Regions from separate parts of the Zea mays genome. Here region 2 is linked to region 1. A link is a contact called in public Hi-C data. All regions are on one chromosome and are shown on one strand. The core of a region is the stretch at or near the end of the contact, and the rest is flanking DNA. Distances in the headings are between cores, read along the strand shown. Region 1 holds the start of LOC103635455 (cytochrome P450 709B1). Region 2 holds the start of LOC103635519 (cytochrome P450 709B2).

Region 1 (6,360 bases), core at 1,663-4,162:
CGATCGAGAACGACAGAAGAGCCTGCGGGGTCTTGGCCGCGTTCGTGACCCCGTTCTGAAACCTCAACGGATCGAAGTCATTGGCGTTGTCGCCCCAGACCTCTCTGTCTCGGTGGAGGAACGGGACAGGTATGGCGATCCCGTTGCCTTTCGGTATGCTGAGGCTGCCCAGCCTTATGTCGGAGGTAGGCTTTCTTAGCATGAGCATGACAGGGCCGTAGAGTCTCAGTGTCTCGAGGAGCACCATCGTCATCTGCAATGTAATGGCAACAACCTTCGATGTCAGCAGCAGCTAAAGATCGCGGTCAAGACATTTAAGATTCATGCAGTAGTCACAAGTAGATGCGGTACCTCATTGAATTTGTTAAGCGTGTCTGCAGTAGGGTTTGCCTGTCCACACTCTCTCAGGACCTCGTCCCTTAGCCGTTGCTGCCATTCCGGGTACACGCTGAGCAAGAACATTGTCCAGGTGAGCAGATGGGACGTGGTCTCGTGGCCTGCGAAGAAGAATGTCTTGCACTCGTCTATGATCTCGTCCATGGTCAGGCTCGACTCGTCCCGTTCCCCTCCTCCTCGTTCCGCTGTGAGCCAGGCCTCGAGCATCAGGCCGAGCAGGTCGTCTCCGTATCCACTACTCCTCCCATTGGATGCCACCCGCGACTGTATGATCGCCGTGAGCGTCGTCTTCATCTTCTTTTCTAGCGCCCACTTGAGCCTGTTGTTCTTGGTAGGGAGATACCTGGAAGTAGTAAAGAACTCAATCAACCAAACCGTCGTTTGGATGTACAGAAAAGGCAAAGACCGATTACTGGTGACCAAGAAGAGGCAAGAAAAGAAATAGAGATCGACTTGCTTGAATCCTGGCAGCTGCACGTTGAGGAGAGTCGCCATGGCGAGCGCCAGGAGCTGCTTCTGCGTATGGAACACCTCTTTGCCCTCCTTGTAGCTGCTTCCGAAACCGGTGTGGGAGATAACGTCCGCCGTCAGGTCCTGGAACTGCTTGCTGAACTCCACTTGCACTTCTCCCCTCCCACCGTCCTCGCTGGATCTGCTGGCTGCGAGCTGTTCCCACCGCTTGATCAGTGGCTCAGCACAGCTGACCATCGTCTCCGTCATCATCTTACGAAACCGGCCATGAACGAATGCATTTCAGACAACGTGTCGCCCACCGGTGGGGAGATCTGAGATGAGCACTGAGATGAATCTAGGAGATTATTAATTAATTGTCACCTTGAGCTTGTCCATGGCGAAGGCTGGGTTGACCACCCTCCGATGGCGCACCCAGTCGGTGCCTTCCACCAGGACCAGCCCTTTGCCGAGCATTGCCAGGATAGTCGGGTGGGCGTCGTCCTTGAAGAAATGACCCGACTTGTTGAAAAGAACCTGCCTTACCGACTCGTAGTCGAAGAGGCAGACCCGGGGCCGCGGACCCATCCAGTACAGGAATGGCTCCCCTGCGCGGCGTTGGAACAAAAACCTTCAGTTTCAATTCCATGCCAAGCCGGAGAGAGTTAAAACTGGTACCCAGCCATGAGTTTAATTTCAGTGTTCGTTTTGCCTGAGCAACTCAACTACAGTACAGAAAAGTAGTGCTAGCGTGGAAGTAGTGAAAAAATATATCAAGCATAGCAGGAACAGATCAACAGAGCATAGATGATCAATAACATCAAATCAGGAAGGAACTACGGATACAGGAGACGCATAGAAATAGATACATCCTGGATGACTGGACGAACAGACAGGCATACCTACCGTACTGCTGCTTCCAGGCGAGGAAGTGGGGCATCACCCTGGGGAGGTAGTTGTGGTCGCGGACGTCCAGCCGGAGCCCGTCGTCGGCCTCCGCCTTCATCCTCCTCATCTCGCGGTTGCAGCCGCTGAGGAAGCTGTAGGGCGGCCCGCGGACCCCCTGCGCCCTGAACATGCCGGCCACTGCGCGGGGCCGCCAAAGGAGGCGCACCACGACGTAGTCCCAGAGCCACGCCGCCGCCAGCGCCAGGAGCGCGGTCGCCGAGGCCAGGAGCAGCGTGGCCGCCATGCCCGCACACGGTTTGATCGCCTCGCACGCTGGGTGGGTGGGGGGAGGGGGGACTGCCTGTGTGAGAGGAGGTGCCGGTGCGCTGCCGTCTTTTTAACTCCTCCGTGCCGTCACTGCCGTGCAGTGTCGAGACGAGAGAGAACTGCTCCAAATTAAATAACGAAGAGGACTGTTTCCGCCGAAAATTGTATCCTTTTCCCTGCAGAAATCATCATCGTTAGCATAATCTTCCAGTCAGGGTCGTTAATTAGTTACGTTTCCGTTCATGCACTTTGATATTTATGAAGTTTAAGACTATGTGGATGTCAGTCTGTACTAATGTTAAATAATCTTTATATTATTATATTTTTGAGCACTCTGCAATGATGAATCATTTATGTAATTGATGTGTACGTGAGTTTTAATTATGTTCGGTTTGACTTCTGAAAACAGGTGTAACCGTTGGAAGTTAACCGCAACTTATAAGAGGGCGAGAAAGCTATAAGATGTTATGAACTTTTGACCCTGAGCCTGTTAAAAGTTACCTGACCGTTGAAAGTTAATTGTTTCGGCGCAGTGGGATATGAATAGCATCATGGCTTACAAGCAAAGATTGAAAGATATATCATAATTGATTAAACTTCTATCTATAAACAATAATTAATTTGATATCTATCTATAGCAATTATACAATAATTCTAAATATATAATTAGAGATCGTACCAATGACGTTTAAATATATTTTATGTTTTAATAGTAATAGTTTGGATTAAAAAATGCATCAAATTATAGCCCGGTAAAGAAACATGTGCCCCTATTCTTTTTAGGCTCCTATTCTTACTAGGCTCTAGAGAATACAGTAAAAAGGGGGAGTGTCATCCAAAATTATATGCAAGGAGAAGATTGATGTAATGGATGAGTTCAAAGGTTTGCGTTTAAGACATTGAGGGGAGCAGGGACTAAAATTTAGTCTATATCGGATATCTAAATATTAGTTAATTATAAGTCTAATAATGGCATAAACCATGGATAATTAATGCCATTGACGATGTGACATGTGAGAAATAAAAATTACATAGAGTTATAAGTACGTATGTGTTCAATGCTTCAAGCACTTCAGACTAAAAGAGAGAGTTGTGAAATCTGAGAGCATGGGTGTAAAGTATTTTCACATTTTCTATGCAATACTATGATTTTTAGTAATACCATAATATTTTATAGCATAAGACGTTTGTTTGCATTCCTAAAACTATATTAGATACCCTGATATTTTTTAGAGTATTAGAAACTCTAATCTAATCCAATTTTTTCGTGGCATAGCTATCTTTTGGCTAATCAATATCAAACATTTGATTTGGCCAGGACTAAATCTAATCCGTGGAATCAAACGGAGCAGAGTAGGGATGCGGTGGAGGGGGCTTGGTAGCGTGTTACCCCGGTCCAACCATACCGCTAGTCCGCCGCGTAGGCTAACCAAACCAACCAAGGTTGTAGTCCCAAACCCCACCCGGGCCGCCGGGCGCAAGCGGTCGAGCTCGAGCTCGAGCCCAATCCATCGGAAACCCCCAACCCTAGCCTCCGACTCGAGCCGATCGACCCCGATCCGATCTAATGTTCCCCACCGTCGACGACCCCTCCGCCGCCGGCGCCATGGTGTCGGCCTCCTTCCCTGACGCCGACGCCTACGGCAACGGCGACTCCGACGACCTCGACTTCCCCGTGGACCCAAACCCTAACCCCGTGTTCTCCTCTCCCGCCGCCCCCGCGTCCGCCGGCGCGGCCGGGGAGCGGCGCCCACTGTTCCAGCGCCTGTGGACGGACGAGGACGAGATCGTGATCCTGCGCGCCTTCGCCGAGTTCACGGCGCAGCGGGGCACCGCCTTCGCGTCGCACCAATACGACACCACCCCCTTCTACGAGGACATGCGCCGCCGCCTCAACACCGGCTTCACCAAGAACCAGCTCGTGGAGAAGATCCGCCGCCTCAAGCGCAAGTACCGCAACTGCGTCGAGCGCCTCCGCGTCGCCGGCGCCGGCTTCAACTTCCGCTCCCCGCACGAGCAGGCCATCTTCGAGATCGCCCGCACCATCTGGCGCCCCGCCTCCGACAAGCACGGCCGCGACTCCGACGACGAGGGCGGCGGCGGCGGCAACAACGCCCACGACGCCACCTTCGCCATGGACGCTGCCACCTTCGCCATCGACGCCGCCCTCGCCGCCGCCAACGGGGGGTCCGCCAAGTCCCCTACCTCGAGGCCACGACGTGGCCGCCGCCGCCGCACGGGCGACTTCCCCGCCGACGCGGTCCCGGAGACGACGCTCGCGCTGCCGCCGGCGCCCATGCCGGTGATGACCGAGGACGTGCTCCCCTCGTTCCCGCAGGTGACTGCGGCAGCGGTCATGGACGGCGGCTGCGGCGTCAGCGTGGACCCAGCCTCTGGGCTGCCGGCCGCGCTGTCAACAGCTGCGGCGGCAGCGGCCGTCTCCGGCAGCAGCACCGCGGAGAACCCCATCCTGGCGGCGCTGTTCAAGGAGATGGTGCACGCGATGCTGAGCGTCGGCGTCGGCGGCAGCACGGCGCTTCTGGGGCTGGAGCCGCCGCCCCCCATCGCTGGGGTGCCGATGGAAGGGGAGAAGTGGCGGCAGCAGCGGATCCAGGAGCTGGAGGTGTACCTGCGTCGGATCGACCTGCTGCAAGACCAGGCGAGGGCGGCGCTGGACGAACTCAGGTCCGCCCCGCACGCCGGAGGAATGAACACCTGATGATCAGCAGCTCCAGAGTCGCGTCGTCTTGCAGATAGCGCATCGTCCATAACCATGAGAAAAGATCATTTTTACCGGTAGATTTCTCTAGGCTCGAGCAGCAGCAGCAGAAGGGGAGTTTCGTCTGTAATTCTCATTTTCTGTCTGCGCTGCAGACTAAGCCGCCTGGTCTTCTCTTATTTTATATATAATAACTTATATAAAGATTGTCCTATCGTGCGTGCCTAATGTATCCTATTTAAAATTTACAAAAGAACGTGACCTGAGCTACTAATGCCAGTCTTTTCACTGCACATGGAATATCTTCGCATCGCTAGCTGTTGATGCAACCAGACAGTAGCCAAGGGTATCGAACAGCTCCCCACCCCAGATACAGGAGACGCCTCATGGTTGCTAGTAATTGGATACAATGAATATTGGAGGAAAGTTTGAGTGCATCAAAGAATTTCGCATCACTCTAAAAAAAGTGATGCTAAACGGTTGTATGATAGTCACATACTCACATGACACTATCTCAGACTTATCAGCTAGTAGCATCAACTGTCTATAGGGACAAAATATTGTAGAAACCGTATCCGCAGCTAGATTAAAGCCGCAACAAACATGGTGGATGATACTTTGGTCCTCGGAGTCGAAGCATCGTCGTGATCAACAATGAATATCAGAGGATGACATTCTGTAGCCCAACTAGAGATGCACAGACCCAAGTTCAATCCAATTTCAGACACCACTGTGCCAGAGCCACTCAGGAGACACATAAAAAAGCTTTACTTTTCTGTCTTGCTCTTCTCAAAATAATATAGAACTTCCTATGCAGATAGCAAAAATGCTGGGACCTGCGTTGCTCCGGTAGTACCGGGGGCAAATCCATTCACGTCCTTTGATACACAGACCTGATACCTCCCTTGATTGACCTATCACTGTCACACAAACTACCTACTCGATAACTTAATACTAATATTATGACTAATCATTTCACCTTTTTCTTGCTGCCACTCATCAGTAGTTCAGTAGTATCAGTAGTTGCAGAATCCTAGACGGCCACAGGAAAAGAAGATTTAACTTTTCCTGTACCATCAGTAGTTGCAGGATCCGCTGTTGCGTTTTAAGGACAGCGGCTGCCAGCCTGAAGAATGAGGCACGAGCCATTTCTTTCGAACAACAACGATATGCAGAACCTGGAGAATGTCGCCCAGTGCACACTGCTGCATGCACGACCTCTTCAAGATCATTGCAGCTTGGTACCTACAAGACAAAAAAAAGGAAATGCAGATATGTAGCTGGCATTCCACGGTAAAATGGCAGAAATCGTTAGCACAAAGGGAAGGTGCAAAATCCTGACCTTGACTGAGAATTCATCATTGCAGAGCGGCCGTCTGGAGATGAAATGTAGTTATAAACTGTTCCTAGCTCCTCTATGGGATTCTTTGATTTGGTATTTGTTACGTTCACGCATTTCCAGAGGCTCTCGTCTTTTGCAACAAATAACGGCATGTCGTTTAGTAATTTCTTCATAACGACAGCTTCATGGCGAATGGCAAGTTCAAGAGCCTTCTTAACATCAAAACCTGTTAAATTCA
Region 2 (6,897 bases), core at 227-2,726, 130 kb before region 1:
TGATGGACATGATCTTGCTTCTCAGCTGTTTGTTCAGACGCCGGACGTGCAGGTTACGCCGAGTTGGCAGATACCTAAACAAACGAAACAAACAAAAAAAAAAAGATTACTCCTCCACTTGCACCGACTTGATGGAGATGATGACAGCGTACCATACCAGAGTATTGGAGCATCGAGCGTGGCCGCAGTGGCGAGCTTCTGCATCTCCCGCATCAGTACAATGACCTCCTCGACTTCCCGGTGGCTCGTGCCGAAGGCGACGCGGCCATTGACCTTGGAGGTCAGGTCGTTGAAGGCGTGGATCATGTCTATCTCGGCGGATTCCTCTTCGCTTCCGTGTATCTGGCCGCGCCATTGCTGCATCATCTGCTCCGTTACCTCTGCCGTCACCGCCGACATGCTCTGAATGAACACACACGCGCGCAGCAGTGTAAATGAAACCAATCATCTTCTACTATATATATATGTTAGATGTGCCTTTGTCTACCGTACCTTGATCGTCTCATGGTTGAACGCAGGGAGGACCACTTTGCGGTGCCGCTTCCAATCGTCTCCGTTTATCAATATGACACCGTTGCCGAAGAGGAACTTGAGCACGGGGATCATGAAGTCCTTCTGATACAGGCCCGTCCTGTCTGTCAGAACCTGCTTAATCAGCTGTAGATCAGTAGACAAGACAGCGGGAATCGGCCCGATCCAGAACAGCAACGTTCTCCCTGCACGAATGCCCAACAATATATATGTATATTTGAGGTTCCGTTTAATCAAAATCTTGAAGATAATGTCTTGTCGGCACTGGTTCATGACGAGTCACTCACGGCCAACCATGCATTTCCAACAACTGTAGACAGGCGCCTACTACATGTTTCTTGACAATTTCTTCTAGTAGAGAAGAAACGGGAAAAAAAAAATGGAGAATCAGCACCACCGGTGGTCACCAAGTTTACCATAGTCCGCGACCCATCTGTGAAACTGCGGCAAGAGGACGGGCATGATGTCGTGGCAGCCGGCGTCCAGGGGCGCCGTCCCTCTCCGGCCGGCCATCAGCAGCCGCTTCGCCTCCGGCAAGGACCCTGCCAGGAACGTGTAGGGCGGGCCCCGGATGCCCTGCCTGGCGAACGACCGCGCCACGGCGTGCGGCCGCCACACCAGGCGCCACAGCGCGAGCAGCAGCGCGAGAAGAGCGGCCAGCTGCACGGCCACCACCATGTCCGCCGATGCGAAATGAGGCTTGATCAGAGGTCCTTTTTATTGCCACACACAGTACCATGCCGTGCGGCTACCATGTGGGTGGAGTGTCATGCTTTGTATTCATAATAATATGCTATATAGTTCCTCCCTAAAAATGAAAAAAAGAAAGAAAATGATGTATAGCATGCATGGCTTGTTGGCAGCGTCGGTGCCATACCGCCATGTCCAGTTGAGGTGGTGGTCATCACAATGATCAACACGAGACAAATAAGGCCCTGCTTATTTTCGCTTATTTGGTGGTGACCGTGGCAAGAAACGTATAATACCACCAAACACCCTACGATAAACTCGCTCCTTCCTGTCGTGTCATTTTCCAGAGTAAAAAATTGAACTAGTAATGGAGAATCGAAAAACCGGTAACAACTTTTGGGGGATACGAGGAATCGGTGACCGCAAGAATCATAACCAGAAAAGGCGAAAATAAACAAGGCCTAAATAAGCACCTTTTATTATATGTTGTTTAAGGTTAAAGTCACTTGATAATTGATATATGTAGAAGAAGAAAGTTCATAGTAGTTGATCAAAATGATTATCCACCTTTTATGATTTAGAAATAGAGAAATCAATAGTAGTTGATCAAAAAAAAAGTATAGAGTAGATGTCGACTTCTTCTGGGTCCATGAACTCGTATAGAGTTCATGAGCAACTGAGGTGAGACCTCCCTATGATTGCATACGTTGAGTGTAAGAAGAAGACTATGTTGGAGCATAGAGTGAAGAATGTGTGTCCCAACTAGGGCTTCATCTTCTACAAGTGCGTAGATTACAGTGTGAGTTATTTTGATCCACCTATTTAATGGTTTGTAGTCATTTTTATGATGACTTTGATTAAACTTTTTATTAATTTGGTGTTCTCCTTTCAGTGGGAAGTAAAGGTTGATATTGCAATGAAGAGTATGTTAAGCATGTGCAAAAGTCAATTGAGGTGACCGATGAGAGTGCACCTATATATGAACAGATGAACCAATAGGAGAAGTCAACCAATGAAGAACTGATAAAGAATCTATCTATTTTAGATGGAATTAGTCACAAAATGTTTATTCTATTGAAGTGCATTGTTGCCTTAGTTTGTTTAGTGCTATTTTGGAATGTCTATATTGTACCAAGGCTTCAACAAATTAGGACCTTTTAAATTAGTTATATCATGTAATAGATATTTATGACCTTTTTAACTAATGATAGCATGGTCTAACATGCATGCATGTCCTAATGATAGCATGCTCTAACACGCCCAAAAGATGAGAAATTGGATGCATGTTCGATTTGTGATGCATCAGAACATAAGATCGAGCGAGATGGCCCTAGTGATAGTGATGGTGAATGATCTAGAAAGAGAGTTCATGCCAAGGTGATGTGCTATGCTCCTATAATACTATGCCTTGAAACATTTGTTTAAAAATAAAGAGCATGCAAAGTTGTTACAATGGCAGAAAGAAGACCATAACATATATGCTATGTTGAGATACCCCACTAATGGGCCCTACTGGAGAAAAGTCTATAGAGAATTCTCGAGAGTTTTTAGAGGATACAAGGAACTTAAGGTTTGGTGTAAGTGAAAGGAAAATGTGTCCTTAGGCCATTTCAATTTTGTTTTGGTGATTAAATGTTCAACACATTGTCTTGGACTAACATCTTGATGTATGAGCATAGGCACAGATATTTGGAAGGCAAATTGAGAAACATAGGAAAAGTGCATTTGGTGTATATTGCAAATCCTATCACAATAAAGGAACAAGGTTTGATTCTAGCACTTAGTAAATTGTTTTAGTTGCTAACTATGTTCATCTAAGTGCTAGGAAACTTCTCAAGTCGAACCATTTTGGAGAAATGGTGTTTGGCTAAGATTAGCCAAACATGTGCCAGTCTGGGGAGCACCAGACTGTCTGGTGCCTAGGCTATCAGCTGGCTGAACAGGTCACTCTCAGGAAAGTGCTGAGGCTCGATGGCTATAATTCATCGAACTGTCCAGTGTGCATCGGACTGTCCGGTGTGCTAGCCGCGCGCCTGGCTACGGTCGGTCATGCAATCAGCGTTGGCCACGTCAGCCGAACCAACTGTCACCAGGTTGCACCACACTGTCTGGTGTGCCAAGTGACCAACAGCTAGCAACGGTCGGCTCGACTGATTAAGGAAGGGAGTCGGTGCATCGGACAGTCCGGTGTGCATCAGATTGTCCGGTGCACCCACGGATAGAACGCAACTAGGGCCTTCCAAATGAAGATCAAATGGCTCCTGGGTCCCTTGGGGCTATAAAAGAACCCCTAGGTGCCATGGGACAGTACACAAGCACACTTTGAGAAATCTACAACTCCTAGACTTTGCGACCACACTGTCGGATCATTAGATAAAGATTTGAGCGCGTTCTTGAGTTGTGACTCCATTATTTTGATTCTTGCTCTTTTCTTGACTTGTGTGTGTGTTGTTGCTATGATTGAGTTCTTGTGTGTGTTTCTACTCCCCCCATACTCCGGTTTTAATTAAGATCATTTGTGTAAGGTGTCAGAGACTCCAACTTGTGGAGATTCCTCACAAACGAGATTTGATATAAGGAAGAAAACCATGGTACTTGTTGGCAACTTGTTCTCAAATGCTTCGAATTAAGAACAAGGCAACATAAAATGTTAAATGTTAATGCCCTTCGTCCATTGAAGCATTATCTCCCCAAGGGTATAATGAACTTCGGACGAAGGTCATGAGCAAAAATCACGAAGGTCATATCTTCGTGACTAGAGTTGTGAAATAGTGAAACATGAAATATAAAATATAAAACATGAAAGAATAATATATCAAAATACATAAACTTATTCATATATTTCATTATACAAACTTAAATATTAAAACATAACATTTCATCACATTTATACCTTCGTCTTGACAGAAGGCAATAATCCAAGTGTCGCATGCAAGTGATTACAAGATTGCGTGAACAGTACGGGGGTACTGTTCATCTATTTATAGGCACAGGGCGCAGCCTGTGTGAAATTACATTTATGCCCTTTACAATCGATTACAATCATGACACAAACTATCATGGGTCTATTGGTCATTTCATCTTTAAGTCGGTTCACTCCTTCGTCTTGAGACATGTCACTATGCCGAAGCTTTATGGGTGATAGCTTTGGCACTGCTTTTGAGAGGATCTGCCGAAGGTGTTTCTTTCTTCAGGATCTTCGGCTACGAAGCATACCCCCAATAGTAGCTCCTTCGCGGTGCTAGATCATTTTTCGTAACGAGCTTGATCCGTGAAAAAGTCTCCTAGGCTTCGGGATGCCGAAGATCCGAAAAACACCTTCCCTGAGCTCGTTGCCAAGAAACGATTAAAATAATTCGAGCACGAGGTGGCCCCACCATGCAGCAGTTACGCGCGTCCTGGCGATTCACCTGTGGCCCACCGTTCAGTGGGTGCGGGCGGCTGTTTGTCCGGTGCGGAAGACTTGATGATTTACCTTCCCACTTGCGGCACTATATAAACAGACGGGTAGGTGTGAAGTTACCACAGCATTCTTTGCTATTGCACTGTTTTGCTGCCAAAAATTTGACCATAGCCGAAGCTTGCTTACTGCATCCTCAACCGAAGCTATTCATTTTGCTCAAGCTTCGTAACAAGAAAGAGCTTCGGCAAAGTTTAAAAATTTTCAACTTCGTCAAAAAACAAGAAATTCAATCATCAGATGGCTAGGGTACGCTCAACAGCTAGGGTTACTCGCGATGGAGAGGAAGTCGAAGGTGTCGAAATCGCTCCAATCTCTGAAGTGATGAAACGGTCAGGGCTGGTAGTATCGGAGGATGCACCTGCCGCTGAAGCTGAGCAGGTTGATGCTAAGGAAATTGAATCTGAAGATGATTACAGCGTCGTGCCATCTAAACCCAGTCACCTGGAGTTTGGGAAATCCACCATTACCGAAGGTGATATGTCTAAGCTGATGAAGTTAGGCTATTTTAGTGAAGCAAAAAAGGAGCTGGTTCGTTTTGGCGGAGAGGAAATTACTCTGAAGCCAGAAAAGGATGAGGTGGTAGTCTTCAAAAGCTTTTTTAAAGCGGGATTAAGATTTCCTTTGAATGGGATGATTGCTGATGTTTTGAAGAAGTTTGGGATTTATCTTCATCATCTAACTCCTAACGCCATCGTTAGGCTTAGTGTCTACATCTGGGCCCTCTGAAGCCAAGGGGTAGAACCATTTGTCGAAGTCTTCTGCCGAGTACATGAGCTTCATTATCAAACAAAAGCTAGAGAAGATGGGCTGCATGAAAACTTCGGCTGCTACAATTTTGCTTATCGCAAAAATACGAAGTTTCCAGTTATCAGCTATCGTACCAAGTGGCCAGCTGGCTGGAAGACTGAATGGTTTTACGTCAAAGTTGGTGAAGAAAAGGAGAAGCTGGTCCAAAGTCTACTAGAATTAATCTTTGGAGAAACCAGGCCCCAGTGCAACATGACACCGGAGAGTCCAAGCCAAATTGCACTGGGCAAATTTCGAGTTATTGCAGAGCATATTGGCACTAGGGATCTGGTGCAAGAATTCTTGGCTTTTAGAGTGTTCCCAACTTTGAAAGAGTGGGACATGCCGAAGCTCAAGGGAGAAAAGAAAAAGAGGGAACTTGTTCGATTGCCCTATTATTATAAATTCAAGAAACATTTCAAAGTACCTTGCCAAGAATGGTTAGACACAATTGAAGTTATGTGCAACGAAATTCTTGGCAATTATTCTAAAAAAGAAGATCAACTAATGACTGCAGCCTTCGGCACTCGTCCAAAGCGAAGGTTAAACCGGGTGATGGATGCTCTGAACTTTGAGTATCCTGACTATGAGCGGTTGGACCGAGGTGCCGAAGGACAGAAGAGAAAGAGAGTTGCTAGCGTCCTGAATAAAGAAGCTGCTAAATTGGTGAAAGATGATGAAGAAAAACTGAAAAAGAGAAAGTTGAGGCCTGAGCCAAAGATAGATGCTTCGAAGAAAAGAAAGGCTGCGGCTCCGAAGCAGAAGGCACCTGATATAGAAGAAGAAACTGCTGCAACACCTTCTGCCACCGACGTGGAGGAAATCTTAAAGGTAATGACTGAATCTTTGCCTATCAAGCTAAGTCCACTGGGGCCGCATCTGACGAAGCTTTTTCAGAAGGAAAAGGAGCCCTCGATAACGAAGAAGGCAGTTGGGCCAAAAAAATGAAGAATTATTACAGTGACAGAAGTTATTGAAGGGACACCACCACAAGCTTCGGCTTCGAAGGCACCAGCTGTTGAGAGCGCAACAGCTACCGAAGCTACAGCTGCCGAAGCTGCCACGACCGAAGATGTACATTTATAAAGCACACTTTCTAATATTGATAAAATACTTCTAGACATGGCCGCTGAAGAAACTGTTGCAGCCACCGAAGAAACCATGGCCACAGAGCCTGAGAAGGAAAAGAAAATAGCCGAAGACGCTTCGAAAGAGGAAATTTTCAACTTTCAAAACTTAATTGGACAAGAGTTGATGAAGGCTGAGAAAGAAGAGTTAAAAGAATATGCCATATCCTGCGGATATCAACCAGGGGCACTGCTCTTCGATGGTGTTGACGATGAAAAGTTAGGCTGCGTCCGAGATCAAACCGGAGTGAAGGTTATCGGTACTCTATCAAAGATGTTGGGGGCCTTCGGCTTCCGAAG

Evidence for each region. Hi-C and Micro-C count contacts between places; a contact is called where the count stands out from the background.
Region 2: a contact with region 1 is called in a Hi-C map of leaf, with 6 times the contacts expected there. The contact joins the promoter of LOC103635519 here to the promoter of LOC103635455 in region 1. A contact is called at or near these places in 4 of 25 Hi-C or Micro-C datasets (bundle sheath, leaf and leaf mesophyll).

What each region holds. Positions count from the first base shown.
Region 1 is chr1:64,145,615-64,151,974 of Zm-B73-REFERENCE-NAM-5.0, reverse strand. LOC103635455 (cytochrome P450 709B1) reads right to left here and starts at 2,912. Exons shown (of 5, transcript XM_023301288.2): 1 at 1,753-2,912; 2 at 1,231-1,454; 3 at 854-1,119; 4 at 352-739; 5 at 1-253. The coding sequence starts at 2,038. It overlaps LOC100275086, which reads left to right and starts at 3,493. Exons shown (of 1, transcript NM_001149271.2): 1 at 3,493-4,994. The coding sequence starts at 3,629. The coding sequence ends at 4,780. It overlaps LOC103635445, which reads right to left. Exons shown (of 3, transcript NM_001353861.1): 2 at 6,123-6,360; 3 at 5,202-6,025. The coding sequence ends at 5,857.
Region 2 is chr1:64,273,888-64,280,784 of Zm-B73-REFERENCE-NAM-5.0, reverse strand. It overlaps LOC103635519 (cytochrome P450 709B2), which reads right to left and starts at 1,476. Exons shown (of 5, transcript XM_008657952.4): 1 at 948-1,476; 2 at 493-716; 3 at 158-402; 4 at 1-74. The coding sequence starts at 1,209.